7 separate regions of the Mus musculus genome follow, and all the other regions are linked to region 5. The links are chromatin contacts, called in public Hi-C, HiCAR-type, HiChIP or PLAC-seq and promoter capture Hi-C maps. All regions are on one chromosome and are shown on one strand. Each heading gives the region's core, a stretch centred on a gene start, on an enhancer-like site or on the middle of the called end of the contact. The rest is flanking DNA. Distances are from core to core; before and after follow the strand shown. Region 1 overlaps Ccdc88c (coiled-coil domain containing 88C). Region 2 overlaps Foxn3 (forkhead box N3). Region 3 overlaps Foxn3 (forkhead box N3). Region 4 holds the start of Gpr68 (G protein-coupled receptor 68). Region 5 holds the start of Psmc1 (protease (prosome, macropain) 26S subunit, ATPase 1). Region 6 overlaps Foxn3 (forkhead box N3). Region 7 overlaps Foxn3 (forkhead box N3).

What was found. Promoter capture Hi-C pulls out the DNA fragments that hold promoters and counts their contacts. Hi-C and Micro-C count contacts between places; a contact is called where the count stands out from the background. HiCAR-type assays count read pairs that join an accessible place to other places. HiChIP or PLAC-seq counts read pairs in DNA pulled down with a chosen protein or histone mark.
Region 1: an H3K4me3 HiChIP or PLAC-seq map of bone marrow-derived macrophages shows a contact between it and region 5, with 11 times the contacts expected there. The contact joins the enhancer-like site here to the promoter of Psmc1 in region 5. A contact is called at or near these places in 8 of 39 promoter capture datasets (the 3T3-L1 cell line, 3T3-L1-derived adipocytes, the C10 cell line and 4 more), 1 of 484 Hi-C or Micro-C datasets (pre-B cells), 1 of 115 datasets of contacts at active chromatin or transcription factors (bone marrow-derived macrophages) and 1 of 9 other capture datasets (liver).
Region 2: a contact with region 5 is called in a Hi-C map of B cells, with 5 read pairs. The contact joins the enhancer-like site here to the promoter of Psmc1 in region 5. A contact is called at or near these places in 9 of 39 promoter capture datasets (the 3T3-L1 cell line, embryonic stem cells, frontonasal cranial neural crest and 4 more), 9 of 484 Hi-C or Micro-C datasets (B cells, CD4 T cells, the G1E-ER4 cell line and 6 more), 8 of 115 datasets of contacts at active chromatin or transcription factors (astrocytes, extraembryonic endoderm stem cells, large pre-B cells and 5 more) and 1 of 9 other capture datasets (adipose tissue).
Region 3: a contact with region 5 is called in a promoter capture Hi-C map of pre-B cells, with 4 times the contacts expected there. The contact joins the enhancer-like site here to the promoter of Psmc1 in region 5. A contact is called at or near these places in 4 of 39 promoter capture datasets (hippocampal neurons, liver and pre-B cells), 1 of 484 Hi-C or Micro-C datasets (cortical neurons) and 3 of 115 datasets of contacts at active chromatin or transcription factors (astrocytes, embryonic hindbrain and large pre-B cells).
Region 4: a contact with region 5 is called in a promoter capture Hi-C map of hippocampal neurons, with 4 times the contacts expected there. The contact joins the promoter of Gpr68 here to the promoter of Psmc1 in region 5. A contact is called at or near these places in 6 of 39 promoter capture datasets (the 3T3-L1 cell line, the HPC-7 cell line, cranial neural crest and 3 more), 1 of 484 Hi-C or Micro-C datasets (embryonic stem cells), 1 of 115 datasets of contacts at active chromatin or transcription factors (memory CD8 T cells) and 1 of 9 other capture datasets (liver).
Region 6: a HiCAR-type map of astrocytes shows a contact between it and region 5, with 3 times the contacts expected there. The contact joins the enhancer-like site here to the promoter of Psmc1 in region 5. A contact is called at or near these places in 3 of 39 promoter capture datasets (hippocampal neurons, liver and pre-B cells), 1 of 115 datasets of contacts at active chromatin or transcription factors (astrocytes) and 1 of 9 other capture datasets (liver).
Region 7: a promoter capture Hi-C map of liver shows a contact between it and region 5, with 2.7 times the contacts expected there. The contact joins the enhancer-like site here to the promoter of Psmc1 in region 5. A contact is called at or near these places in 3 of 39 promoter capture datasets (hippocampal neurons, liver and pre-B cells), 1 of 115 datasets of contacts at active chromatin or transcription factors (stem cell-derived neural progenitor cells) and 2 of 9 other capture datasets (embryonic stem cells and liver).

What each region holds. Positions count from the first base shown.
Region 1 is chr12:100,923,297-100,927,135 of GRCm38.p6, forward strand. It overlaps Ccdc88c (coiled-coil domain containing 88C), which reads right to left. Exons shown (of 30, transcript NM_026681.5): 26 at 1-72. Among named protein-coding and RNA genes, the nearest start is that of A630072L19Rik, 13 kb to the right of the region's middle. Within about 2 kb of position 2,300, at least 46 of the 459 cell types and tissues checked have an H3K27ac peak or open chromatin away from gene starts, as enhancers often do. A contact at or near this core is called in bone marrow-derived macrophages, where this site is marked.
Region 2 is chr12:99,379,029-99,382,514 of GRCm38.p6, forward strand. The region is part of intron 2 of Foxn3 (forkhead box N3); the gene reads right to left. Among named protein-coding and RNA genes, the nearest start is that of Gm51999, 11 kb to the right of the region's middle. Within about 2 kb of position 2,048, at least 49 of the 459 cell types and tissues checked have an H3K27ac peak or open chromatin away from gene starts, as enhancers often do. A contact at or near this core is called in B cells and memory CD8 T cells, where this site is marked.
Region 3 is chr12:99,324,889-99,328,642 of GRCm38.p6, forward strand. The region is part of intron 3 of Foxn3 (forkhead box N3); the gene reads right to left. Gm46371 (a long non-coding RNA gene) reads right to left here. Exons shown (of 2, transcript XR_001780668.2): 1 at 1-3,754. Among named protein-coding and RNA genes, the nearest start is that of Gm46371, 3.9 kb to the right of the region's middle. Within about 2 kb of position 1,398, at least 40 of the 459 cell types and tissues checked have an H3K27ac peak or open chromatin away from gene starts, as enhancers often do.
Region 4 is chr12:100,897,480-100,900,800 of GRCm38.p6, forward strand. Gpr68 (G protein-coupled receptor 68) reads right to left here and starts at 1,901. Exons shown (of 3, transcript NM_001177674.2): 1 at 1,764-1,901. It overlaps Gm36572 (a long non-coding RNA gene), which reads left to right. Exons shown (of 5, transcript XR_381840.4): 3 at 942-2,238.
Region 5 is chr12:100,108,277-100,111,684 of GRCm38.p6, forward strand. Psmc1 (protease (prosome, macropain) 26S subunit, ATPase 1) reads left to right here and starts at 1,926. Exons shown (of 11, transcript NM_008947.3): 1 at 1,926-1,935. The coding sequence starts at 1,933.
Region 6 is chr12:99,213,746-99,217,475 of GRCm38.p6, forward strand. All of the region lies in intron 4 of Foxn3 (forkhead box N3), which reads right to left. Among named protein-coding and RNA genes, the nearest start is that of 4930474N09Rik, 53 kb to the left of the region's middle. Within about 2 kb of position 2,281, at least 38 of the 459 cell types and tissues checked have an H3K27ac peak or open chromatin away from gene starts, as enhancers often do. A contact at or near this core is called in astrocytes, where this site is marked.
Region 7 is chr12:99,231,975-99,235,419 of GRCm38.p6, forward strand. The region is part of intron 4 of Foxn3 (forkhead box N3); the gene reads right to left. Among named protein-coding and RNA genes, the nearest start is that of 4930474N09Rik, 71 kb to the left of the region's middle. Within about 2 kb of position 1,562, at least 37 of the 459 cell types and tissues checked have an H3K27ac peak or open chromatin away from gene starts, as enhancers often do. A contact at or near this core is called in liver, where this site is marked.

The sequences.
Region 1 (3,839 bases), core at 1,050-3,549, 820 kb after region 5:
CAGTGGAGGTGTCTGTGCGGTCAACACTGCCTCCACGCGGGGACCCTCGTTTTGGTTTTAGATCCCCTGGGCCTGGGGCAGAAGACATTGAGAAATGAGGTTGTAAACCCGTGCCAAGGCTGGGCAAGCACAATGAGGCCCAAAGCAGGTGCAGCAGGGCACACAGACCACAGAGACACAAGCTGGGTGGGTTTCCAGCTGCAGCTGGAAGGAGGGCACCACAGGGCTAGCTCAGGCTCCAGCGTGGACCACATGGTTAGCATCAGAACTGGCAGGAAGAAATAGAACTCAAGAGGATAAAAAAAAAAAGAAAAAAAAAAAAAGGTTGGATGGTTCAAATGTCTGCTGTAGGGCACACTTTCTGCGGCCCGTACATAGCTCCAAGTCCTGTCTCAACAGCTCGAATAAGTATCTGCAGATGCCTTCTTCTCCACACCCACCACTGAGGTTCTGAGGACCCTGACAAATGGAGTTCTCGGGGTGTCAAAAAAGTTCACTGCCAAGCTTACAAGAGTTTCTTTGGGGGGGGGGGGAGTAACTATAATCTCTTCGTGGGGGTCTTCACCTCTCATCGTACGCTTTTAAGCAGCGTTAATTTTCTGCTATAAACATATATATCTGTTGAAATTAAATAATATTTTTAAAAAGTATCCCCTACACAAATAAAGAGAAAATCAAATAGGATTGAGTCTGGGATCTCCAGATAAGAGATATGATGGAGCAGGAAGGGCCGAGGACGCAGCTGAGGTGGGAGAGTGCTTGCATGCCATGTGTTAAGACCCTTAGTTTGATCCCCAGTACCTCAGAACAAAATAACCCCAAATAAACAAAAGCAAAAACAAAACAAAAACACGGGAGCACTTCTAACAGCCGGCCAGGCCTTCTGTACACTGCCTATGCCTTACGCCCAAAGACCAGGAGGCAGGTGGAGGTTGCGCTTGCATAAACCGGACTCCTCAGCCCTTCAACTTCACGGCTCATCTCTGTTGGCTTTCAAAGCCCAGATCTTAGATGTGAACGGGAGGGGGATGTGGATTCTGGAGGACAGCCTTATGAGAAGCAAGAAACAAGTCTGGCAGACTGAACAGTGACTGACAGGCCTTCCTGTGTTAAGTGGAAATGAGTGACAGGCCTTCCTGTGTTAGGCGGAAATGAAGGTCCAGGGGGAGGTGAGGCGGGCAGACAGCAGGAGCACCAGACAGAGACAAGCACGATTCTAACAGCATGCGGGGAGGACAGACTCTGGGACCGGGAGCTTTGATGGCTTGGAGTTCTTAAAGACAGGGTCACAAGCTGAAGTCAGTGGCAATGATGACCTTAACACTGTCACAGGTGCAGGTTTACTATGGCCACCTGATTTCTAAGGTGACACTTGTATTCCATCTGAGTGCATTGGCACTGGCAATAAGGGAGAATATGTAAAAACTGCACATAGGAGACAGGGGGCTATGGCCCAAATCAGACCTGGGGTGTAAGAATGGCTCAAGATGGGGACATGACAGTGGGGTGACCTCTCTGGTCACCATCTTCCCCTGCTCTGGGTGTGGCTCATGTCCTGATATGCTTTCTGTCCACTGTGGCTTGGATTTCACCATCCGAGATGCCAGAGAATTGCAGCACAGTCATAAAACTTCAGTCTGGCAAAATCGGTTCAATTACTCAAAATGTTCCAACAGAGCAGTGAATCCTTCAGAACACAGAACTGCGGGCTCGGGGGCAGAAGCCAGTGACTCTGCTCTGACAAAGAGAGGGGACAAGGTTCAGCTGCTTACAAGTAAATCTTTAGAAAGGTGGCTCACCCGCCGGTGGGCATTTTAGGAAGCATAGCGACAACTGGCCACTTCCGCTTTGCACAAGGGCACGAGAGAAGCTTGCAGATGCGGGAGGGGGCGGAGCATGAGGTCACGTCACTTACTTAGCATGAATCTCCTGGCCCAAGGACAAGTTACTGCACGTACATCCCGGGGGTCCCCTACTACTGTGCTGTGCCGAAGCACCAGTCCAGGAAACATGACAGGTCATCTTCTAGTTTGCAATCAGAATCCACGGTGGCTACTTTGGAACTGGGGGAGGGACAGGGGTCCGCTAGGGACCGAGTGGCCTTTAGGGACTAACTTCTTTTGGTTGTTGGTTGAATTTTGAAATGAAGGAGGGACACATGATGTAGACACATGGTAAAGGAGGGGATCAGAAATCCCCAATGTCTGAGAAAGAGGCAGACTCGTTAGGGGAGGATGGGATGTCAGAGGAAGACCAGAACCGCAGGCGTTTAGAGAGAGCTGGATGGACCAATGGAGACTTGTCTTTGTCCTTGCTTTTGCTTCTCAAAAAAGGACTCTTTTTGCGCTGGAATGCTAAATTGTTATCATTGTGACAGGAAGGAAAAAGAGAGAGAGAGAAAAGAGGAAGAAAAAAAAACACAAATGAAATGAACAATAATTACAAATGAGTCTAAGTCAGCAAAACGTATTTAGGGAAGCGGAATCCTGGCCAACCTACGCCTGATACCCAGGCCAGAACCATTTAGGCGCTGACTCAATTTAATTTAGTGGCGCCCTGGTGCCAACCATTACTCACGAAGCACAACAGGAGAGCTGCACAATGCCCCAGGAGCCACTGGTTTGGAGGATTTTTCAATTTCAGTGTGTTAAATTATTGAATAAGAATGCTCATTAAGGCTGCAGCCAGCATCTCTTACTCAGCCATTTTAATGACAGGCTCCCTGACTACTCACTCAGCTCACATACAGCTGCCGTTCCCACTCCAGGACACCGGACACACCTAATGACAGGCTGGCCCGCTGTCAGGATACAGTCTACCCGAAACACCTACCAACAGTCTGTAATTCTAAAATCACCTCCTTGGCTAGATGTATTTAAAAACACTATAATGTCTTTTTCATACCCCAACCTCCTAAGACCTGGAAGAATTATTTCCCTTCGGACCCCCCCTCCCCGCCCCCACCCTTCCTTGGCCTTTAAAGCAGAGACCCCACAAAGCAGACGACTCATCTAAGCTTCTGAACATACCTTTCAGTAGTAGTATTTATCAAGTGAGCCAACAGATTTCTGGTTTAGGATTAGAGACCAGACTTTCTATGTCTTTTGCTATACCACCACCTAGTGGTCACATCCCACATTACAGAATAAGGGTTCTAGATACTGACCACGGCTGAGGGAGGCATTAAACAAAACTCCACAGCCTGACTATGTGGAATGTGCAGGGACCCAAGCTGCTTTCACTGAAGGGAGTGCCCTCTTAGGAGCCTGAGGCTGAGACACCTGGGCTTGGATCTCTATTACTGTATCAGTTTTACTTTCTTGGTGTTCAAAGAAATACTACCGGAGTTCCCTTCACAAGACCACCTTCTAAAAACTAAATAAATAATAAAAAATGGACAGCAGTGATTGATGCCCACTTCATGGGTTGTTATGGATTAGAAGGGACACAAGGCTTGTAAAGTATTTCAAAGGGTACTCAGCCCCCAGTGGCAGTCTGCACCAGGTAGACACTCCTCCTAAGTTTTCTTTCTTGCTGTCACTGCACCCCCACCCCTCAAGGTGGGGTTTCTCTGTGTATCTCTGGCTGTCCTGGAACTCCCTCTGTAGACTACTAGGTTGGCCTCCAATTCAGAGATCTGCCGCCAGAGTGCTGGGACTAAAGGAATGTGCCACCGTATCAGAGCTTTTGAAAGTTTTCTTAACTCAGTTAAACTGAACATAGCAAATTCAGTTAACTGTAAGAACAATACAGTCTTAAGTGGGAAACATTAAAATATTGCCAGTATGGAAGCCAGAGGTAACAGGCCCTCTCTGGTTGTAAGAAATGTTAAGGTAATG
Region 2 (3,486 bases), core at 798-3,297, 730 kb before region 5:
CAGTTTCCCTTCTGGGGCTCTGTTTAGTTTTGTTTTGTTTCAAGCCAGGGTCTCACTAGCCTAGGCTGTGTGCCTAGGCTCACTCACAGGTACCAGAGGCTGTTCTCCCCCTACACCCCCTTCCAGCCTGCACCTCCGGGGTGCCCCACCTGTGCCTGGCCAACCTTAAATAGATTTCAAAAGTTTCTGTTTCAAGTATAAAAAGCGGTGTATTGGGAAGGCAGTGGAATTTTCCATGAAGGCTACACCTTCCCACCATCTTGCCAGCATCAAAAGCATTTAGATGGGCAGGACTTATATGGCAGAGCAAACCATAAGGGTGGGCATGACGAGTACTGCAGGACAAGGCCCGTGGGCTCCATCCCCAGCACCACAGGAAGCCTAACAAGGATATGGATTAACATCAGTACTTCTTCCGAAAGAAGCAAACCCTGGCCTTTTCAGGTGTGCTAGCCTCCCATTATTCACTGCTGAGAGCTAGCCTGCAGCTGAAATGGAAAGAAACCCTCTGCAGCTTGACAAGGTCTGAAAGCAATCTGTTGGTAGTGTGCTGAGGAAGAGGCTTTTGCACTGAGAGAGGCTTGGCTCTTCACAGTTGGGAGTGCGGGGGATGCTGATGGAGAGAAGAAAAACGTTTCCCAGGGGCATTGTGAGACCCCCACGAGGAACATCAGAATCTTCCTAGGAAGTCAATGCCAGACCCTTGAAGAGTCAGAAAAGCAATGAGGAGAGAGAGACAGGACACAGATAATTAAAATAATCAACAAAGGGCTTTCTGGAGTTTCACTAGCTAAGAGGTTCTGTAGGTAGAGTCCATAGGACAGGGAAGCCTGTAAGCAGCTCTCACACCGTGTTAGGTAGCTAGACAGGCATTAGCAGGCTTGGAGGCCTTTGGGGACAGACACTTAAAATGGGCTCTGGCATCTACTTCCCTATTCCCATACCCAGCATAGAACGGGAGGCATCAACTTTGCCCCCGACCTTTCGGGATCTACTATATACTATAGGAAAAGGTAGAGGCTCGGAGGTTTTGCTGAGGCTCATTAAGGCAAAGCTACTCACTTCCTCCAGGTCCAAAGGACAGAATGGGAGCTTTGCATCTCTGCCTGGATGGAAACAAGACATTCTACGCTGTCCCAACCACTACATACTCTATCAACTCCTTTAAGAGGTAATCCAACTGGGCCTGTCAATCACCTGTACAGGAGACCACCCCTCGGGAAAGCTGATTCACCGGAAGACATGCTATGGAGCTGGGAAGAATAATTACTCCCCTAATGAGATAATGTACTTGTGCCCCAGAAGCCCCTCCCCCAGAGTAGTCGCCAGCACTACCATCATTACCAAGTCTGACTGCTCTTCTGAGTTCTAATTGAAAGAGCGGCTCTTTCTGTCCCTTCTTTGGAAATGTGCCTTGCCCTGACAGTCTGGATATTGTCCTCCTTTCTCTGTTGAAGCCCCTCTTCCCCCTTGTAAGCCACCTGCCAACGTCCACTGCTGACCCTCCTACTCTCTTGGACCCCAACTCAAAACGCATGGCTCCTGCTTTCCCTCTCCTCCATCTTCCGTCTCACAGCAGCCAGCAGGAAGCACGACTCGCCTGCCCTGTTCTTTTTTTTTTTTTTTTTTTTTTTTTTTTTGGTTTTTCAAGACAGGGTTTCTCTGTGTAGTCCTGGCTGTCCTGGAACTAACTCTGTAGACCAGGCTGGCCTTGAACTCAGAAATCCGCCTGCCTCTGCCTCCCAAGTGCTGGGATTAAAGGCGTGCGCCACCACTGCCCAGCTGCCCTGTTCTTTTTCTCTCAAACTATAAGGAAACCATCCTAGAGCTTCCTTCTGAATCGTGGTTTTTAAAGTCCCACCCACTAGGGATTGAACCGAGGGCTTTTTTTTTTTAAACTCCTGGTCAGCTCCCTCCCACAATCCTCCTCCCTCCCCCTCCCCCTCCCCTTCTCTTCTCCTCTGGGAGGGTGGGGGTCCCCTGGGTATTCCCCTGGGTATCCCCCAACCCTCGCACTTCAAGTCTCTGTGAGGTTAGGCACTTCCTCTCCCACTGAGGTCAGACAAGGCAGCCCAGCTAGAAGAACCCATGTGCAGGGCTTTTGGGGCAGCCCCTCTCCAGCAGTTCAGAATCCACATTTAGAACAAGTCACACATCTGCTGCACATGAGCGGAAAGGCCTAGGCCCAGCCTGTTAGGCTCTCTGGTTGGTGGTTCAGACACTGACAGCCCCCAAGGGCCCAGGTGAGTTGACTCTGTTGATCTTCCTGTGGAGTTCCTCTCCCCTTTGGGACCCACAATCCTTTAACCCCCGTGGAGCAATAAAGGCATCAACCCACCCACAAAACTTTCAACCCAAAATTTATCCTGTCGACAAGTAATACAGGCATGGGAAACCAATAACCAGCCCAACTTGAGACCCATCATTAACGATACCCTGTTATGCTTGCAGACAGGAGCATGTTGTCCTCTGAGAGGCTCCACCCAGCAGCTGACTCAGACAGATACAGACACCCACAGCCAAACAGTGGATGGAGCTCGGGATTCAGACGAAACCTAGAGCTTTAAGCATGGTCGTCAAGTGCTCTACCTCCGAACTACAACCCCCAGTGGTTAAATTATTTTACTGAGGCTAACAACGTACAAAAAAGGTATACAGCAGCTTCGCTGTAATAACAATACAATTGCTTTTTTATCTTTCTATATTTAGTTGTAGACTTCAAAATGGAAAGCTGGGGGCTTTATCAAGTTTGCTGAATGAATAAATGAATGAATGAGTGACTGGGCAAGTAAGCAAACAATAACTAGCTTATTTAAGAGGACAAGAAACATCTCTCTCTCATGCAGGCAGACCAAGAAAGAGCCTATCTGGAAGGAACAGATGGACAGGATCAGCCTGGAGCACAGCTAAAGGGAGCACAGTGATTTCGGGAGGACCACCGAGGATGCTAACTTGACAATTCCACCAGACGGCAGGATCCATGGCTCAGCAGGTAAGAGCACTGGCTGTGCTTCCAGAAGACCCAGGTTTGATTCCCAGCACCCACATGGTGGCGCAACACTGTCTGTAACTCAAGTTCCAAGAGGTCCCGAACCATCTTCCGACCAGCAGCAGACAAGCACGTGGTACACAGACACGCATGCAGGCAAAACACTAGACATATAAAATAATGATACTTTTTAATAGAAGGGAAAAAATGAAAAGATTCCCGTTAGATAGCTAGAAAGGGGTTAGTAGCCTTGGAAGCAAATGAACAGAGATCCCTCCTTTACATTCTGCTTGGACCTCACCTCCTATTGCCCTGGTAACATCCAGAAAGGAAAACACTGAAACTGTCCTGTCTTAGGCCTCCTGACCAAAAGAATGAAATACTATGGCCCTGGGTGGAGACATGACATTCGGGAGTGGGGGTGGGGGTGTCTTTTTTGTTTTTTTGGTTTTTTTTTTCCGAGACAGGGTTTCTCTGTGTAGCCCTGGCTTACTTTG
Region 3 (3,754 bases), core at 148-2,647, 780 kb before region 5:
GTTCTGAATGCCAGCAGAGCTAACGTAGGAAAGACGAGAGTCGACCCAAGACCCCCACAGGCAAGCTAGGAGTTCCAAAGTCATTATCACGGCAGTCTCAATGTAACAAATGATGTCTGAAGCTCCTTAGCTCCCAGTAACCACTGGCAGAGCCAAAGGGGGCGCTTTGTATTGAGGAAGATCTGGGGGCTACGGAGGTTCTGGCAGGGTTGCTGGAAACACAGACCTGGTTGGTAGAGGGGGAGGGGGGTCAAAAGCAAAGAAGTGCTTGCAGTAAGAAAGTATCCAAAATCCTCAAGGCCGGCAGGTGACTCCAAGCTGTGGTAACTTTATGCACACAGAAACTGCTTTGTATTAAAGTCTCAAACATGTTACTCGGCTCAGAGAAAAGACACACATCCAACTTCCAGGAGCCTGTTGCCCCTGCCTACTTCTGTTCATCCAGTTATTTTGATTCTCAATCTCAAAGTAGGGCAAAAGCAGAGATGGATCTGCAGAGAAATCACTCTAAGTGACTCAGGCCCAGGAACCTGCCATCTCAGCTGCTATTTGCAAGAGTGCCTGCAGAGCTTATAAAAGGAAGAATAAACGGAGATTACGGCCATTTGTCTACTGGTTAGGGCAAAACATCACCCAAAGGATGGAGAAACTAAGAGAACCGCTACACAAACGGTTGCAATCATGACCGCTAGTGCAGATGAGACCATGGCTCAGCCTGACAAGCTGTGGAGATGTGGGCAGAGAATTCCAGCCTTAAGGCTGCCCCTGGATGCTGCGCTCTGGGGGTCCCTAGGAGGAAGGAACCTGTCTTGTTTGCATCCTCTTGTCTGGACCTGCACCCCTAAAGGGGTGGAACCAAAGGAAGGGATGGGTGCTAAAACGCAAAACAAAATCTTTGTGCCTTTTCCAGGGAGGGTGCTAAAACATACATAACATGAAGCTGCCATCTGAACTTTTTTTTTTTTAAGTGCAGCTAGGTGACGGTTGGGACATTCCTATTGTGTAATCAACTCTACCCCTATCTGTCTCCAGAGCATCATCCCAAACAGAAAATTACAGAGGAGATTTCTGTGACGGGCTTCCTTAGGCTGTTTAGCACAGTGTCTCCACGGCTCATCCACGTTGCGGCACGTCCTTTTTAAGGCTGACTAGTGCTTCCCCGTGCACATTCTGCCTGACCACCTACGGATGGCCTCTGGGTTGTTTGCACCAGCACTGATGTCGTTTAACAAGGTGTTAAGTGTACTTAGCCAGTGTGCTGAATGAAGGGGGAGAGAGAAGATAAAAGCCTCAGATTCTCTGGTCGACCTCTGCAAGTGATCATAACCCCCACAGGAGACTCAAGTGTTTTTCCATGTAAAGAGGAAGTGAATTAGACTGGTGTTCTCCAGAAACTTTTGGCTGTCTTCTGGAGTAAGAAATAGATGTTTCGTTCTGACTGACTTCACACAAGCACACAGACATAACTGAAACTCAAGGTGCACAAAACCCTGCCCTACGGTGAGCGAGCTCTCAACATCTGCTGCTGCCGACTCCATTATTTCTCGGAAAGAGAGAGAGTCCCAGGCACTAAACTGATCTCACCGCCACCACAGAGTGACAAATTACTTAAGACACGCTATTTTAGGTATTTGTTTTCTTCCAAACTGGTATCCCTTAGACTATGCTAATAACTAGGGTACCATCACTTTTTAAAGTATCAGTTTCGTAAAGTAGAGAACTCTCTAGTACTACAAAGAAACACCGTGAGTTGCACTCCCCCCAATTTTTGACCATGAAAAGAGTCACATAAAATCAAAAGGGGCATCCCAATGTCTACTGCAGGTGGTCCTACCAAGCCCTTTGGGGAGCTCTACACTGGGTCACGGAAAAGTCCTGTCAACTCCAGCAATTCTGTGATGTGGGACGAAAAATCTTAGCATGGGTTTTCCTTTGCAAGAAACAGAAATAAGCACAAACCGTAGGAGCTGCACCTCCCAAAAGATACACAGCACCCACTCCTATCCACAGTTGAAACACTAATCTGTTTCCTTTTAAGAACAAATTTCTATTCGGAACAAAATAAAATGGAGATTATCAGATCAAATAAAAACCCACTAAAGATTTAGGACACCGTGGCTGAAAAGTCCAGAAGCGAGGACCAGGGCAGCGACTGTTTGGAAAGGACACCAGAGCAGGTGGGAGAAAACAGTTGCAGGATGCAAACTTGGAATTATGATGAGAGATTTAAGATCTCACATGCAAAAAGGTGAGTACAGCTAATAACATCTATAAACTTAAGTCTGTTAAGTGTGTGTAGGCCTTAAGCTTTACACACACACACACACACACACACACACACACACACACACACACACACACACGGGAGGGGGAAACATTAATTAGCCTGATTGTGAGCATTATTTTACAATACACACTTACATACATGGAAAGGTTAGGTTTCAACCTTTAATATATATTTATCAAATTTACTTAAAAAAAAAAACTGGGAAGGAATAACAGCAAAAATCCAAAAGTAACTGAGAAGGAGCCAATGGCCTGCCACGTTAATTGCAGATAATTCTCTCGTTAGCAACACTTCTGCTGAGGTGACTGAAAAGAGCCTCGGACCTGTTGTGTTTTGTCCCCCAGGCAGCTGGCTTGATGTGGCATACACAAACCAAAAGGACTGTACGGTGCATCTCCTTTCAGACTCCAATTCTTGTCTTAGCAGACCTCCAACGTTAAGGCCTATTCTAACTGTTAGAAGCGAATCCATGGAAGCCAGGCAGCCATTCAGTTTTATAAGACAGTCACTGCTTGATCCTGAGTGTGCCACACTGTGCCTTAGATCATCTGATCAGTGTGTGTGTGTGTGTGTGTGTGTGTGTGTACGTACAATGTGGGCTCCTGCTTAGAGACACTTTCTTTTTGATGAGTGGTAGCAAAATACATTGCTTTACCCACAATGATTTTAAAAAAAAAATACTCAAATCCAAAAGTGGTTAGCCCTCGTCAATTTTCCATACATAAAGAACTACAAGAAAAATGTGTGAACATTTATTCTGCAGGATGAAGAAAACAAGATGGATTCCAATGGTGGCGTTCAAGAACAAGAAAGCCTTTGGATGCAGTGGACTTCGACTCTTTCTTTTACTAAAGTCAATATAAATAACTCTTAAATCATAAAAACCAAGTCATTTTGAGAAAATACAGTATGATCTGTCCTGACTCCACCTACACCTGCTTTTCCAGCTTTTCTAAACTGGAGGCGCCCTGCAACATGAGTGTACCCCACTCACTCCTCCCCGTCCCCTAGGGTCCTCCTTCACCACCTGCTCAAGTTGTCTTTTCCTTCTAGTCCCTTCCCAACATCCTTCAAGGCCCTCCTTCCAGTGGCCCTCCTCTTTCCAGTGGCCCCTATTTTGGCTATGCCTTGCCAGTTTCTACCTCGGTGTCACAGGCTCATCCTGCCTATGGAATACCTAATAAAAGTAGCTTAAGGAAGGAAAAGTTGATCTTTGGCTCAGAGTTCAAGAGTCTGGTCCACCATGGCAGGGAAATCCCACTGGTAGAGAGAGCATCAGGCAGCTGAGAGAGACGGAGGCTCAGCTCGCTTTTTCCCCATTTAAAGTATTCTAGTTTTATTACTACCATGCATGTGTATGTATGCGTAGGCACATATGTAGCAGTCAGAGGACAACTCGGTACTACTCTGTGTGTGTGTGTGTGTGTGTGTGTGTGTGTGAGTGAAAGGGGTGGGGGGGGAGAGATC
Region 4 (3,321 bases), core at 651-3,150, 790 kb after region 5:
TATCACGCATGGGTCACCCCCTTAAAGAAGACTGAGTCTTCCTCCCACAGAAGCCATCAACTGCTCCTAGCTGGAGCTCACACATTTAAAGTGGTTTGCTCTGCCACAGTGGCTAGTGGGAACATTAGTATTCTTATCTCCCAAAACACTTTAGGGTCTACCATGTACTGGACTCATTTGCAGGGTTATTTAATTTTATTTATTTTTATTCACTCTATCAAGTAAGTATTGTCATCTCTATTTCCCTGCAATATATGAAGGTTCAGAGAGGGAAAGTACATTGGCTGGGGTCCACCAGCTGAAACAGGAATTTGGATGCTAAGCCCCTGGAGATCTCAGCTTAACAGTCCTTCTGACTCTAGTCCCTGTCCGATAAATCTCTTCCTTTTGTGTGCCTTTCAACAAGAAGCTGCAGCAGAGAGAGGGTGGGGAGGGGAATTCTCAGAGTTGGCATCTATGTGGAGGTGCAAGCTTTGCCTGTGTGTGGTCTCATCGCTACACTAGAGAGTGAGCTCTAGAGGCAAGTCTCTTTTCTTAGAAGGGTCAACTGAAGTTTGAAAGGAGGGCATTCGGACCAGCAATGCACATGGCGTGCATGTAGCCCCCTGGGGAGTAGAAAGGAGAGAAAGGGTGAAGAAACAAATTTAAAAAAAAAAAGAGGAAGAGGAGCCCCAAACTCTAATGAACAGAAGTGGCTTTAAATGAGCCATGAAGTTCTGGAACTGGCCAGGGAACTGAAAGAGGTCCCTATACAGCCGGCCCAGCCCACTGAGCTCAGGAAATTCCCCTCTCCCTCTGGGTTGAGAGGTGGAGATGCAGGCAGGGGGCCAAAAGAATGAAGCAGGTCGTAGCCTTGACTATATGATTTGTGTCAGATGGGAGGGCAAGCGACTGCCACATGCCACCTCATTAAACTCTAGGGTTGATTCATCTACCCACAGGTATCCTTCCCAACCCCCTCACAGCAAGACATGCCCAAGGCCTCTGGCACATTGGCACCAAACCAGTGCTGAACCCCAGAAGGCTTGCTGCCTTAGCGCCTGTCACGCTTTCGTCCACCTGTTCCTTCATCCAGACCTGGGACACAGCTTTTTCTCCCGGACATTTGATTCCCAGAGGGGATTTAAGCGTTCAGACCAGCAAGTGTTATTATTGCTCCTGCTGACTGGCAGTGGGCCAGCTCCACCCAACCTCCCCTCCCCGCCCTACCCCCCAGAGCAGAAGGTAAGGACATGAGAATTGTTTGGGTCTCAGCGTTTGAGCTCTGAGCCTGTTGGAAGAAGGGCCACGAAGACTCGAGTGTGAATAGAAAAGGACCCCAATGCAATCTTTAGATCACCAGAACTGGGTAAATGAAGGGTTAGAGGTCTCATACTTTTTTTTGAGGGTGAAGAAATTACCAGGTGGCCACGGAGCCAGCCGCGGGGGCGGCTGCTAAACCCAGTGGCGACCACATAAAGAGACACTGGACCCAGGAGAGGGACCCGGGGCGCTGGCGCTCCAGGGCAGACATTCCCTGCTGACTTCGGTCACAGTCAATTCTGCGGGTTCACCGCACGCATACGGTGGTGTTTGGGGGTGTGCCCGCCTCTTGTGCCGCCGCTCCCGCATCCTTTGCTGGCCGGCCCGGAGCGCAAGCACACCCGACCCTGCGCTCCGGAGCAGGACTCAGAACCCAGCAGACCTCGCTTCTCCCGACCCTGGTAAGCCAGCGACCAGTAACCATGGCAAAAGGAAGGAGCCTGGCTCGCGGGAACACATACCTGTGCAGCGACAGTCTGGGACGCGGGCCTGATGTCCTCTGGTGCAGTGCGTGCGCCTCCTGGAAAGGCTGGGGACTCCTGCAAGGCACGCAGGTCCCTTTCTCCTAGCCACTCTGGGCCACGTTGTGCGAGATTCCTCCCGCTCCCAACCCTAGTCAGGCACAGCCAGACCTGTCGGTCCACGCCCTGCAGCTCACACTGACCGCAAGCCACAGATGAGGCGCCTGCTAGAAGGGCCGAGGTGGCCTGAGCGCTCGCCGGTCCCGGAGGTGCAGCACCCCCATCCCCCTCCCTGCTAGCATCCTGACCTAGAGACTGGCTCTGCGGAAGAAGCCAAGCTGCTGAAGCACTAGGGGACTTCTTCAGCCACAGGCGCTCCCAGGGACGCTGAAACCCAACGTGGGAAGCTGGGAGGAAGGTAGAGAGCCTTTCTGCGTTCATCTTCGGTCTCTAACGTATCCACTCATTAAATGAGGTGGGTGTCACAGTTCTGGGCCTTTCTCTACCTGCTGGAAGCTTGGGGCTTAGCCTCTGGATCCCAGACCCTGTCCCAGAGCCAGCGGGTATAGTCAAGGACATAATGAATGACCTTCTCTGGTTTTATGGAAACATCAAGGAAAACTTACTGTCCTCTGCCCTACATACTGCCCTAAACACTAATAGCAAATAGTCACAGTTTGCCTTGTTATACGCACCTAAACGTGTTGATTTGATTAACTCTACGAGGCAAGTGCTACTATTTTTCCCATTTATAATGGAGAGAAATTGAGGCACGAGAGGACAAATAGCTTGCCCGAGGCCACCCACTTACTTAATGAAGCCTTTGAGATTCAAATCTACATCCCACCCTATGCCACCTTGTATCTAGGTCTCTCACAAGTGCATACCTGGGCTCCTGTGGGTCTTACCCCCACCCCCACCCCCCGCCCCCCACCCCCCACCCCCAAGACCCTTTGCCTCTGCCTCTCATTTTCTGAACTTTCCCAGTTTGGGCTGGTGACTTCACTGATACACTTCCCAGAGGTCTTCACACTGCCTGGTAGGATTGCTGGCATGCAGTTGCCTGTCTGCGAGACCCATGCTTGAATCTATGAAATAAATGTCTGAACCGGTTGGTGGGGGGTCTGCAAAGCTCAAGTCTGAGACAGGGAGACAGGGTAGAGATGGAGTGCAAACCGAGGTGTAGACTAGAGAGGGACAGAGTAGATCTATGTCAGTGGCTGCCAAGCCCTTTGGGTAGCTCAGGGTGCTAGGATGTAGTCTTTAGGTCAGTAGTTCTCAACCTTCCTAATGCTGTGACCTACCCCCCAATCATAAAATTATTTTCATTGATACTTCATGACTGTAATTTTGCGACTGTACGAATCATAATGTAAATATCTGTGTTTTCCCCAATGGTCTGAGATGACCCCTGTGAAAAGGTCACTCAATCCTATAGGGGTGGAGACACACAGGCTGAGAACTACTGCTCTAGGTGGGACTTTTCACAGAAGGCAGAAGGTACAAGAGCAGCCAAAATAGCGGGGGTGGGGTGGGGGGTGTTTCTCTTCTGGTGCTG
Region 5 (3,408 bases), core at 676-3,175:
TGGGCAGAAAGGAGATTTTAAAATCACGTGACTGTGGCACTTCTGAACGTTGTCTGTCCCACAGAAGGCAAGTCCTAAGCGTCATCGGTTCTGTGTGTGCCGGCCTCTTAGGGAGCCTCCTGTCCTTTCGGTCATATTTGGGTCACACTCCTAGGCATCCCAAGCAATGCTGGCCTTGAAGCCACTTTTAACACAGACCAGAACCCTTTAAATCTTCCCACTTGTAACTTTTTTGCCTCTGAGACAGAGGCTATGTAGCCCTGGCTAGCCTAGAACTTGCTACGTAGACCAGGCTGGTCTCCAACTCACAGTCCTCATGTCTCTACCCACTCTGGAGCCATTTACAGCTCTCGCCTTCTTACAACTCTCTGCTTCCATCCCCTTCTCCCTCTGTCTCACACTGCTGTCAAACAATCCAGTTGCCGTTCAGCGCCCAATCACACATCTAAACGTTGCTGCCACCGTTGGTCCACCGCCTTTGCCTTCACCACATCTGCTGCTTCTCTGTGCTACCAGTTCATGTCTCCAGCCTCCCAAGAGTAAATTTAACTTCCTCCCTTTACCATCAAAGCAGGCAAGACAAGACCAAAGGAAGTCTTTTATTGAGCCTCATGTTACAACATCCAGGGAGGCAGCAATGGAGTGTCCTCCAGCCAACTCACCCAGCAAGCTTGGAGCAGCCTGTATATATAGCAAGATAAAGATTCAGATAACCATAGCACACGTGGGTATTGATGAAGGTTTGTGTTGGCACCAGTCACCTTGTCCCTTTAACCTTCACCTTACAACACACAGTTTCTGTCTGCTGGACCATCAGGGGAAATAGCCCCACCTGGGCTAGGTAGAAATGATGGCAGGGTCTTCTGAAATTCATTGAATGATAGCAAAAGGTCTGATACAAGGTGTTGGGAACGGCTAAGGCCATCAACTGGGATTGTGTATAGTTCTCAGTGTGTCTGTGGAGTACTCAAAATAGCCAGGTCCTTCGGGCTGTTTGACTAACCAGTTCTTTTGTTCAAAGTAGCTGTTAATTAGGGAGTCAGATTTCCTATCCCTCAAACTCTTACTTAGGAATAGGAACACAAAGAGTACTTACATGGACAAGCTAAAGAATTTATCGTTAACATTAATAACACTAATTAATAACAATGTGTAACACCTGCCTGGGGCCCCAAGCCCCAGTTTGTGTCCCTCCTCAGTGATACTTGGACTCTCTCCACATTCAGTGTCCTGTCTTTTTTTTTTTTTTAATTTTTAATTACTTTGTTTATGTTTACATGTATGAGTTTGCACATCACGTGCTTACAGGTGCCCTGAATGGTTGTTAGTTGCCATGTGGGTCCCCTGCTCTTCACTGCTGAGCCCTCTCTCCAGCGCCTCAAGGGTAATTTTAACACAGTATTAGCCACCATCATCAGTCCCTTGTCATCAGAGGGAAGAAAAAAAAAAAAAGCACACATTTAGATCTCTTTCGGCAAAGAACTATTTTCAAGAGAGCTACAAAGTTCAGAAACTAAAGAAGATCATAAATGCTGTGTACACATCAACTTCTCAGTCCCAAGCGCCATTCCTGCCTGACATAAATACTTCTTCCCAATTATAATTTTGCATCCTTTTAAATTTCTAAAATTTTCATATTTTCCCCAAGTCTCCAACGTCCAAGATCATTGTCTTAAGTTACTGACAAAAGCCCAAGATCAGCTACTTAGAATTCCCTCGAGTAAACTATTTTAAGTGCCCACATGTTTAACCAATCCTTGTACCAAACCGCCGAAATAAGCCCTTCGTGCTCAACTTCGCCCGTGAGGAAGTTGGTCCCGATAGGCTTCCGTAGCCTGTTTTTTTTTTTTTTTTTTAAAGTTACTTCCGTTCTGTCCGGGTCGCTTTGGTGGATGCACTTCCGGCGGTGGCGATTTGGAGGACTGAAGGAAGATGGTGAGTGACTAAGGGTTTCGGCTGGTCGTCTCAAACATCCATGCGCCCCAAGGCGGGAGGACGAGGCGATGTGACGCTCGGGTTCATCGCGGGTCGGAGCGGATCTCACTCCCTGGCGGACGCGGGCAGGATGCACGGCGCCCAGGGAGAGACCGGGCTGTGAACCGCTCGAGTAGGCAGGCGCTGAAGGGCTGAAGCCGAGTGGGACAGCCCGGCCGACGCTGGGGACAGCGGCTGAGCCGCAGAGCCAGCGTAGTGTTTCTCCGCAGACGGCTCAGCGCTCTCCGGTTTGGTTGGTTGAGCCGGATTCAGATGTAGGCACGGAGGTTACCGGGCGAGCACGGTTGATGATGGCGCTTCCGTTCTAGAGCAGGGAGACAATAAATATGTCAGGGAACAGGACCGGGCCAGATCGTTACGTAGCTGTGTTGTAAGAAGGTGGCTGGTTTTGTTAGGGTATCAGCGAAGGACCCTTCGTGGATGTGAAATCTAAATCGAGGCCTAAATTAAGGTTGTAAGGGAGTAATCTGTACTGATAGCTGAGCGAAGCCCGGGCAGGGCAGAGGGTCAGGAAATGCAAAAGGAGGCAACCCTGAAGTCCGCCCGAATCATGAGCTGCCAGGCCAATGCATCTGAATGTAGGTGAAGGCCAGAGCACACAAAGGACCGGTGATGACTTTGAAAAGTATCCCAAGCCGGGCGGTGGTGGCGCACGACTTTAATCCCAGCACTCGAGAGGCAGAGGCAGGTGGATTTCTGAGTTCGAGGTCATCCTGGTCTACAGAGTGAGTCCCAGCACAGCCAAAGTTACACAGAGAAACCCTGTCTCGGAAAAGCAAACAAACAAACAAACAAACAAAAAGTATCCCGAACATGCGCCAGGCATTTCCCCAGAGTTGTTCTTACTTCTTAGAACAACCCCGAAGATTATTATTAATGTCCCCATTTTAATGAGGAAACAGAAATACAGCCAGTGACCATTGGTGGGGCACAAATCCTTTCTTTTCTAGAGCAGTTGAGAAACCCTCTGGGTTTGAGAGACAGCAGAACTTAGTGTGATTTCTGTCTAACAAGCTTTGTGACAATATACAGGGCCGTTAACCTCCCTGGACCTTGGTCCTTTTATCTGCCTGTGTATCAAGGGGGCTTTGAGAATCAAGCGGCTCAGGGGTAAAGAACACCTGCTGCACTTTGAGAGAACCCACGTTTGGTTCCCGGCACCCATGCATGCCAGCAGGCTCCAGAATGGTCTGTAACTCCAGCTCTGAGTAGGTCCGAGCCTTGCGTGTGGTCGAATGTGCTTTATGCTTGGCATCATTTCTGAGGTGGTTTTGTCCTGGTACTGAAGCCACCAGTGTTGTAGTGAGAGGTGCTTCCCTAGGGTGGTGAATCAGTGAGTCCACTGTTACTCCTGTTTCAAGCTCCACTGTTGGGCAGATGGGATGGCACTCGACATGAAGCCTGGCAGCTTGA
Region 6 (3,730 bases), core at 1,031-3,530, 890 kb before region 5:
GGCCAGGCTTTGGAGATACTCCTGACCCACTGTGCAGAGTCTAAGAAGGGCTCTGTGTAGCATGGCATCAGATAACACTGGGTATCCCACCCTAGTCAGGTGGCACAAACACACCTTGTAGGGTTGTTCTGAGGATTACATAAGGAAGGCTATGAAAACTGCTTAGCCTAGGGGCTGGTGATGTGTGCTTTAATGTCAACTCTGCTCCCATTATCCTTCAAGCAGCCCACATCACCTCTCCAGAAACTCCAGTGAATTATCTCTAAGGCACACGGTTTAATGGGGGAAATTCAATTCTTTCCAGTCTACTATGCCTTTGGTAGCTAGCCCTAACCCTACATACACATCTTCCCAATTAATGTGCTGTATTCATTTCAAAGCAACCTGGCAGCAGTAGCAGATGTGTGCCTGAGATTTGAAACTGCCTGGGAACGTTTACGTAAGGTGGCTCACCCTCTGAACCCAGCCCTCCTTCTCAGGGGAGCTGCTGAGTCTGGCCTCCAGTCCCTGCCATTTCTTGGTTTTCCTCACTGGCAGCACACTCCAGACTGAGATGGTGAGCATGCATGTGCCCGCTCACTGGCTGCCAAGAGCCAGCTGTGACACTTAAGTGTGCCTCCATCTCTTCTCCTTTCTGTCCCCACCCGCAAGTGTCAGGAATGAGGTCTCTGGAAACTGGCACAGCCAGTTCACAATGGCTCTGTGGAAAAAGGCATTGAGAGCCGTCTCCTTTTCCACTGAACACTAGGCAGGAATATGAGCCCAGTCGCCTGCCCTTAGCCTAAAATTAGCATCTTTCTTTCCCTTCTGTACTGGCTGGTTTTGTGTGTCAACTTGACACAAGCTAGAGTCATCAGAGAGGAAGGAGCCTCAGTTGAGGAAATGCCTCCATGAGATCCAGCTGTAAGGCATTGTCTTAATTAATGATCAATGGGGGAGGCCCAAGCCCATGGTAGGTGGCGCCATCCTTGGGCTGTTGGTCCTGGAGCTCTATAAGAAAGCAGGCTGAGCAAGCCACATGAAGCAAGCCAGTAAGCAGCACCCCTCTATGGCCCCTGCATCAGCTCCTGCCTCCAGGTTCTAGCCCAGCTTGAGTTTCTACCTGACTTCCTCCAATGATGGACTATGACCTGGACAAATAAACCCCTTCTTCCCAACTTGCTTTTTGTTTGTGGTGTTTCATTACAGCAATGGAAACCCTGACTAAGACCCCTTCTCTCACTATGCACCTCCTGAAAAAAAAAAATCAATACATTCAAAGACCAACACAACCCATCACCTCACGTTCTGAGATGGAGTTAGGAGGCAGCTCAGTCAAATACTAAAGAAAATACACATTTGAAGGCAACTTCTAACTCTGTGTGCTCAGTAGAAGAGGTCTAAGCATCCCTTTCTGGTCGACAGCATTCCCATCTTTTCTCCCAGCAACCCGGGAGAAGAGAACGGTTGCTGGAGCCACTGCACAGGCTTCAGCACCAGACTCCCCAGCACTTACTGGTTTTCTTAAATGTCTCCAAGGCCTTCTCAAATCAGCTAGACTGTGACACTCACACCTGGCCAGGGAGAAGCAGCATGGATCAGTGCATACTCGATGGCCATTGAGCTAGGGATTGCTTGTCCCTGCCCCCCTAGCACCAGAATTACAGGCATGTATTCCCTAACCCCAAACCCCACGTCTGGGACTCAGGTGCTCACACAAGTACTACTGACGGAGCCACTTTCCAGGGTCTAAAGCTCATTTCTGTTCTGAAAGGTCCGAGGCATAAAACAAACATTCCTGCACACTGTGCTGGCCATCAGCACTTCACCTGCCTCGCTCTTTGATATGCATCTCCCTTAGTCTTTGCAAGGTCTAAAATTAACCTCAGCAGGGAGCTTGCAGCTCTGCCATTGGAGGGCAGCCCTGGCTAACACTATGAGAGGCCATAAGTAGAGCAGCAGGCCATTCCTGCCATCATTCCTCCCCTGAAGGCACCCTTTCCACCTGCTTGCTTGGAAGCAGGCTGGGGAAGGGCTGTCACGGCAGGCAGGGCAGGCAGGGCACAACCTGTTTCCTGTGGTCTTTCTTCTGTGGAGCCCTATATAAAGGACATATACCCCGGTTCCAGACAGCATTCCCCACCCCTCTTGGTCCATTCTGCTGTTTTGTTTATTATTGAGAGTTCCGTCTCTGGGAAAATTCCAACCAAGGATTATATAAGCCTTTGGAGATGGCTTATGGTGACCTAGTTTCTCCACAGGGGTTAAAGATGATTCATAAGGATTGTCAAGGGAGCTACTAGGCAGGTGATTCAGGAGATGCGAGCAGCTGAGATCCGTCTACACCACCACGTTTTAGGGAGAGACTGGAGTAGGTGGATAGATTTTGATTTCAGAAGGTAAGATGAGTAGACAGCCATGCTCTTGGCTGTTCTGGAAGTGGCATTTTGCGCGCGATGGCCCTTCTTGCAGAATGTATCCCACACACTGAGTGACACCAGGGGCACGAACTGTTAGAAGCCAAGGCTTTAATTAACTGTGCCTCTCTGCAAATTGCAGTAGACAACTGAAACAAGAGGGGGTGACCCTCGGGACTGCAGTCCGACCCCTGCAGGGGGCACAGGGCTCCTGGGTTCTCACTAGCGTCTCAGGCAGACTCTTTTCTAAAACTCACTGAGCATTAGAGACAGTGTGCTGGCCCTGGCTTAGACTTTCGGATGCCAAACAGGGAAGAAATCTAAGGGGCTGCCACTTGGTGACCTGAAGTGCAGTGGCTACAAAGCACAATGACAAAGCGGGGTGGGGGGAGCCCTTTCTAGCAACCAAGCTAGCCTGTTAATTGCCAGGACTGAACAGTGCCAGGAGAGGAGGTGGGTAGCTTGCCACTCAGAGGGGCAGCTCAGGGGTGAAGCAGGAAGCTATAAATAGCAAGGCGCGAGGAGGCTCTATAAACAGAGCCTGGTCACAGCACCCAGCCCCAGGGAAGAGAGCAGCAGAAAACATATGGGGTTCTCAGAAGCCAGGCTGGCCAGCTCCTGACCATGGGAAAAGGTCTGTGTGAACCCACAGAGAGAGGGACACACAACCACGAGCTTCACTATGCACGCTGCCAGTTCTCCATCATGGAGGCTGGCTGTTGCCTTTATACATTTACTGAGGATTCATACCTAGGCCTGGGGCAACAGTAGCAGGGTGGGAGACAGCATCGTCATCATTCTGGCTCTGTATGATTTCTCCCTTTAGGGATCGAGGCACTGCCTCCAATCTCAAGGCAATAGACCAGCAACGTTGCCAGGCAGTAGTGGTACGCATCTTCAATCCCAGCACTTGGGAGGCCGAGGAAGGCTGACCTCTGAGTTTGAGGCCAGCCTGGGCTATAGAGCAAGCTCCAGGACAGCTACATAGGGAAACCCAGTCTTGCAAAACCACTCCCAACCCCAACCGGGCAATGTAGAGGAAAATAAAGCTATAGTTGGAATGGGCTAAAAAGACCTGTGGATATACTTCCCTCTGGTTGTGTCCACTAGGAGATGATGGATTTGACATGATCCCTAACTATGGCACGGTTCCAATCTTTAGGGGCTCTGCAGCCTGCCACTGACTGTGCTTACACTTGACCTCCAGATGGGAAGGCAGATATGAAGCCAGTGTCCACGCTCTTCTTGTTCTCAGTCCCCACTGCTGTTCCTGTCTCTGAGTGTGTCCTCTGGTGACCTTCATGGGCATCCCAGTGGTGCCTGCCAGGACCCTG
Region 7 (3,445 bases), core at 312-2,811, 880 kb before region 5:
GTTAATTTATTTGATTCGTTTTAAAAATAGCAATACTTTCTATTATATAGTGTCTCATAAAACCAACGGACACCACTGTACATCAAACATTGTATTAGAGCCCAAACTGGGAGCAATCTCAGAGATTAAACTTCTGAGGACGCTCAATGCTTACTTCCACCAGGTCATCTGGGACACACTCACTAAGGTGGCAGAAGAGAGCTCACTCAGTCCTTCACAGCAGGCAGCTGTAGAGCCTGTCCTCCCCCCTCCCCTCAGGAGCTGGACCCTCCCCCCCCCTCTATTTCTCATTAGCATCTATGAAGAGCCAAACAGAGGCAGCTCCTGTGTGAAGAAGGGGCAAACCTGAATGTGGAGGCCAAGAGGATAGGGAAGGAGGGACCTGGGTCAGGAGTTCAGTCCATAAAGGGCTTACTGGGAGCTGCTTGAGGTGTGTATTTCTGGGAAGGATCTGGAAGTTTTATGGGACTCTATGAGAGGCGCGGATACAGAAAGGAGCTGGATTGAGACCCGTTGGGCAGAGGCCTCCCTCTGGAGCGTCAGTACAAGAGAACGGCATATCCTCCTCCTTGGTGACAGAAAACAGGGTCCCAAGGTCTCGGGTGCTTGTGAAACTTTCACATGCACTAACGTGCAGTGTGGTTTTTGACTAAGAGTTTGTAACTACCCAACACAACCCTAACACGTTTGTTATTGAGAAACAGAGATGGTTCTGGACTGGAGAGAACGCTCAGTCAGCAGAGTGCTTGCCAAAGAAGCAGGACCTGAGGTTAGGAATCTAGAGCCCAGGCAGAAGGCTGGGCGTGGGGGCATGTATGACCCTATCTGTGGTGAGAGGCAGGTAGAGCCCTAAGGCCGGTCCAGCCAAAACAGTTCAGTGAGAAACTGTCAAAACAAGCAAACAAAAAAGGTGGAAAGACACCAGGGGAAGCTGGCATGGGCCTCTGGGTTCCACATGTATGTGCACACATGAGCAGCTACAGGCACACGCGCTCGCACCTATGCCAGCAAGTGTATGCAGCACACGCATACACGCATACACACACACACATGGTACTGTTATTACCATATTGTACATGTTGTTACCATGTGTTGAGCTTTTTCCAGGGATCCCTGAAGATTTAAAACAAAACGAAACGAAACCAAAAAAAAACCTAAGTCCCTTAGGGGCAGCATGCAAACAAAACTATGGAGAACACATCTCAAGAAGTTAGGAAACTGTTAAAGATGAAGAAATACATCAGCGTATATTCTCTGCGATGATATCTTCCTGATTATCCAACAACAGGTCCCGGCAGGTTACCCAGCCTAAATGGCCTCTATTGCCTTATCTGCTAAATGAGAAAATTTCCTTATCTGCAGCCAGGGGTTGGTTGTGTGAATCTCCAAAGTAGATGCACTATCTTCTAGGTTACAGCCTCTAGCCTATCTTAGAAAGGACAAGGTTTGGTACCTATAAGTTTGCTGGAGACAGGCCCCTGCCTCCTCTACCCAATACAGGATCCCTCCTGGCCAGGCTGGGAGGACTGCCCTTTCTGGGCCTTCTGCTTTGACTAATCTCTTCATGTCTCTCTGCTCTGCTGCCCAGACAACTCCACAGCAAACAAGAGCCCGGGCTTCCACCAGCCAGCTCCAAGCTGGGAACCTGCCTAGTTTGTGAGCTTTGGGGCAGAAGGAGAATGCAGACAGCAGCTTTAGTGAGAGTCTTCTCTCAGTTACGGCTGTGAAGGTGGGGATTGTTAAGGGGTTCTCTGGCAGGCCCTTCACCCTGACCCACCCACCCAGGTCTCCCTTGCACTGTACTTGCCTGGGGAGGTGGGTGGATCTGACAGGAGGCAACCATATTTTCTGTACTTTGCCCCCTTCTCAGCCTGGTGGGAACTAAATCAGGTGAATGAACACCTTCTAGCAACATAGGGTATTTTCTTAAAAGAAGAAATACAGGCTACAGCCAGCTCCTCAGGAGCCATACGGCTCCATTCTCTGATGTGTACCACAGGGCCAGAGTTCTGAATGAATTCCTGGGTAAAGAAGCCAAGTCCCTTGAAGAGAGGAGAATTAAGAGAAATAGCCTGGACAAATACTGTATGTCTTCCTTCACATGCAGAACATAGGTTTTATATACACATGCATCCACACTCACTCTATAAATAGATAAGGAGGGACTTGGGGACAGAAAGGGACTGGCAGGACAGGGAGGCGGGGAACTGGAAAGGATAAGAAAGGGCAAATGTGGCCACTGTTCACGATAGACTGGAATGAAAACATCTTCATGGACTTGCTTGCCTAGCATGTACAAAGTCCTGCGTTCCATCCCTAGCACAATACAAGCCAGAAGCAGGGGGATCAGGAGTTCAAGGTCATCCCTGGCTATGTAGGGGGGGGGGGGGTTCCAAGTCAGCCTAGGCTACCTTAGACTAGAAACAAATAAACAAAAAAATGAGTCAGCGGGCCTTTATGAAACCAATCACTTTTGTAGTAAACAGAGTCAACAGAAGTTGCCAGGACATGTTGGCAAAAAGTGGGCAGACCTGTGGGAGCTTATTTTGCAAGGCGTCTAAATCAGATAAAAATCGGATTGGCTGCCTCATTACGCAATTAAACCCTAGTCAGCAACGGGCAGGGTCTTCTGTCTTTCAAAATCCAAACGAGTTACCCAAGCTTTCATTAAGTACAGTTCAGAGACTCTATTGGGGGAAGGCATCCAATTTTTCTTGTCTGAGTTAAGACTTTTAAAAAGGTGGAAAAAATGCTGCTGTGTGAATCTGAGAGCTAGTCTTCATAAAATAACCACAGTTCCTTGTCCTCTTCCAAATACCTTTTTGCGTCGCTTTTCAGAGTTAGATTTTGGGGGTGGGAGGCAGGGCAGAAAGCCAGAGTGCTGTCCCAGTGAGCAGCCCAATGGTACCATTTCATGTCTGATTGCTGACTTCCCAAAGCAGAGCCATTTGCACTGTTGTATCAAAGGCTTCCACTACATAAAATGTCATTTCTATATTAATTTTATGCCCTTGAGGCAGAACATATACGACTAGGACTGAGTGTTACCCACTGGAAGAAAGGAGGAAGCTTTAGCTAGGTTTAGGATTCAGGGGAAAGCAGGACAGGGCACAAGGGTATCCAGGTACTCTGGACTTCAGATGGAATTTTGGTTTTTCTTTGCACTCATGAGAAGGTAAAAGGGGGTGAAGAAAAAGGAGACAGAGACAAACAGACAGACAGATGGATGGGTAATGACCTGTGCATGCATTTGTGCATGCGTGTGTGTCTGCCCTGTGACTGGTGTGTCTGTCTGTCTGTCTCTCCTGTGACTTGTGCGTGCGCGCACATGTCTGTCTGTCTGTCTGTCTGTCTGTCTGTCCTGTGACTGGTGGTGATGCATGGCTGACATCTGAAGAATGAGATGGCTTTGTTGCCTTACTGTGTTAACTGCTGGGCCTATGTG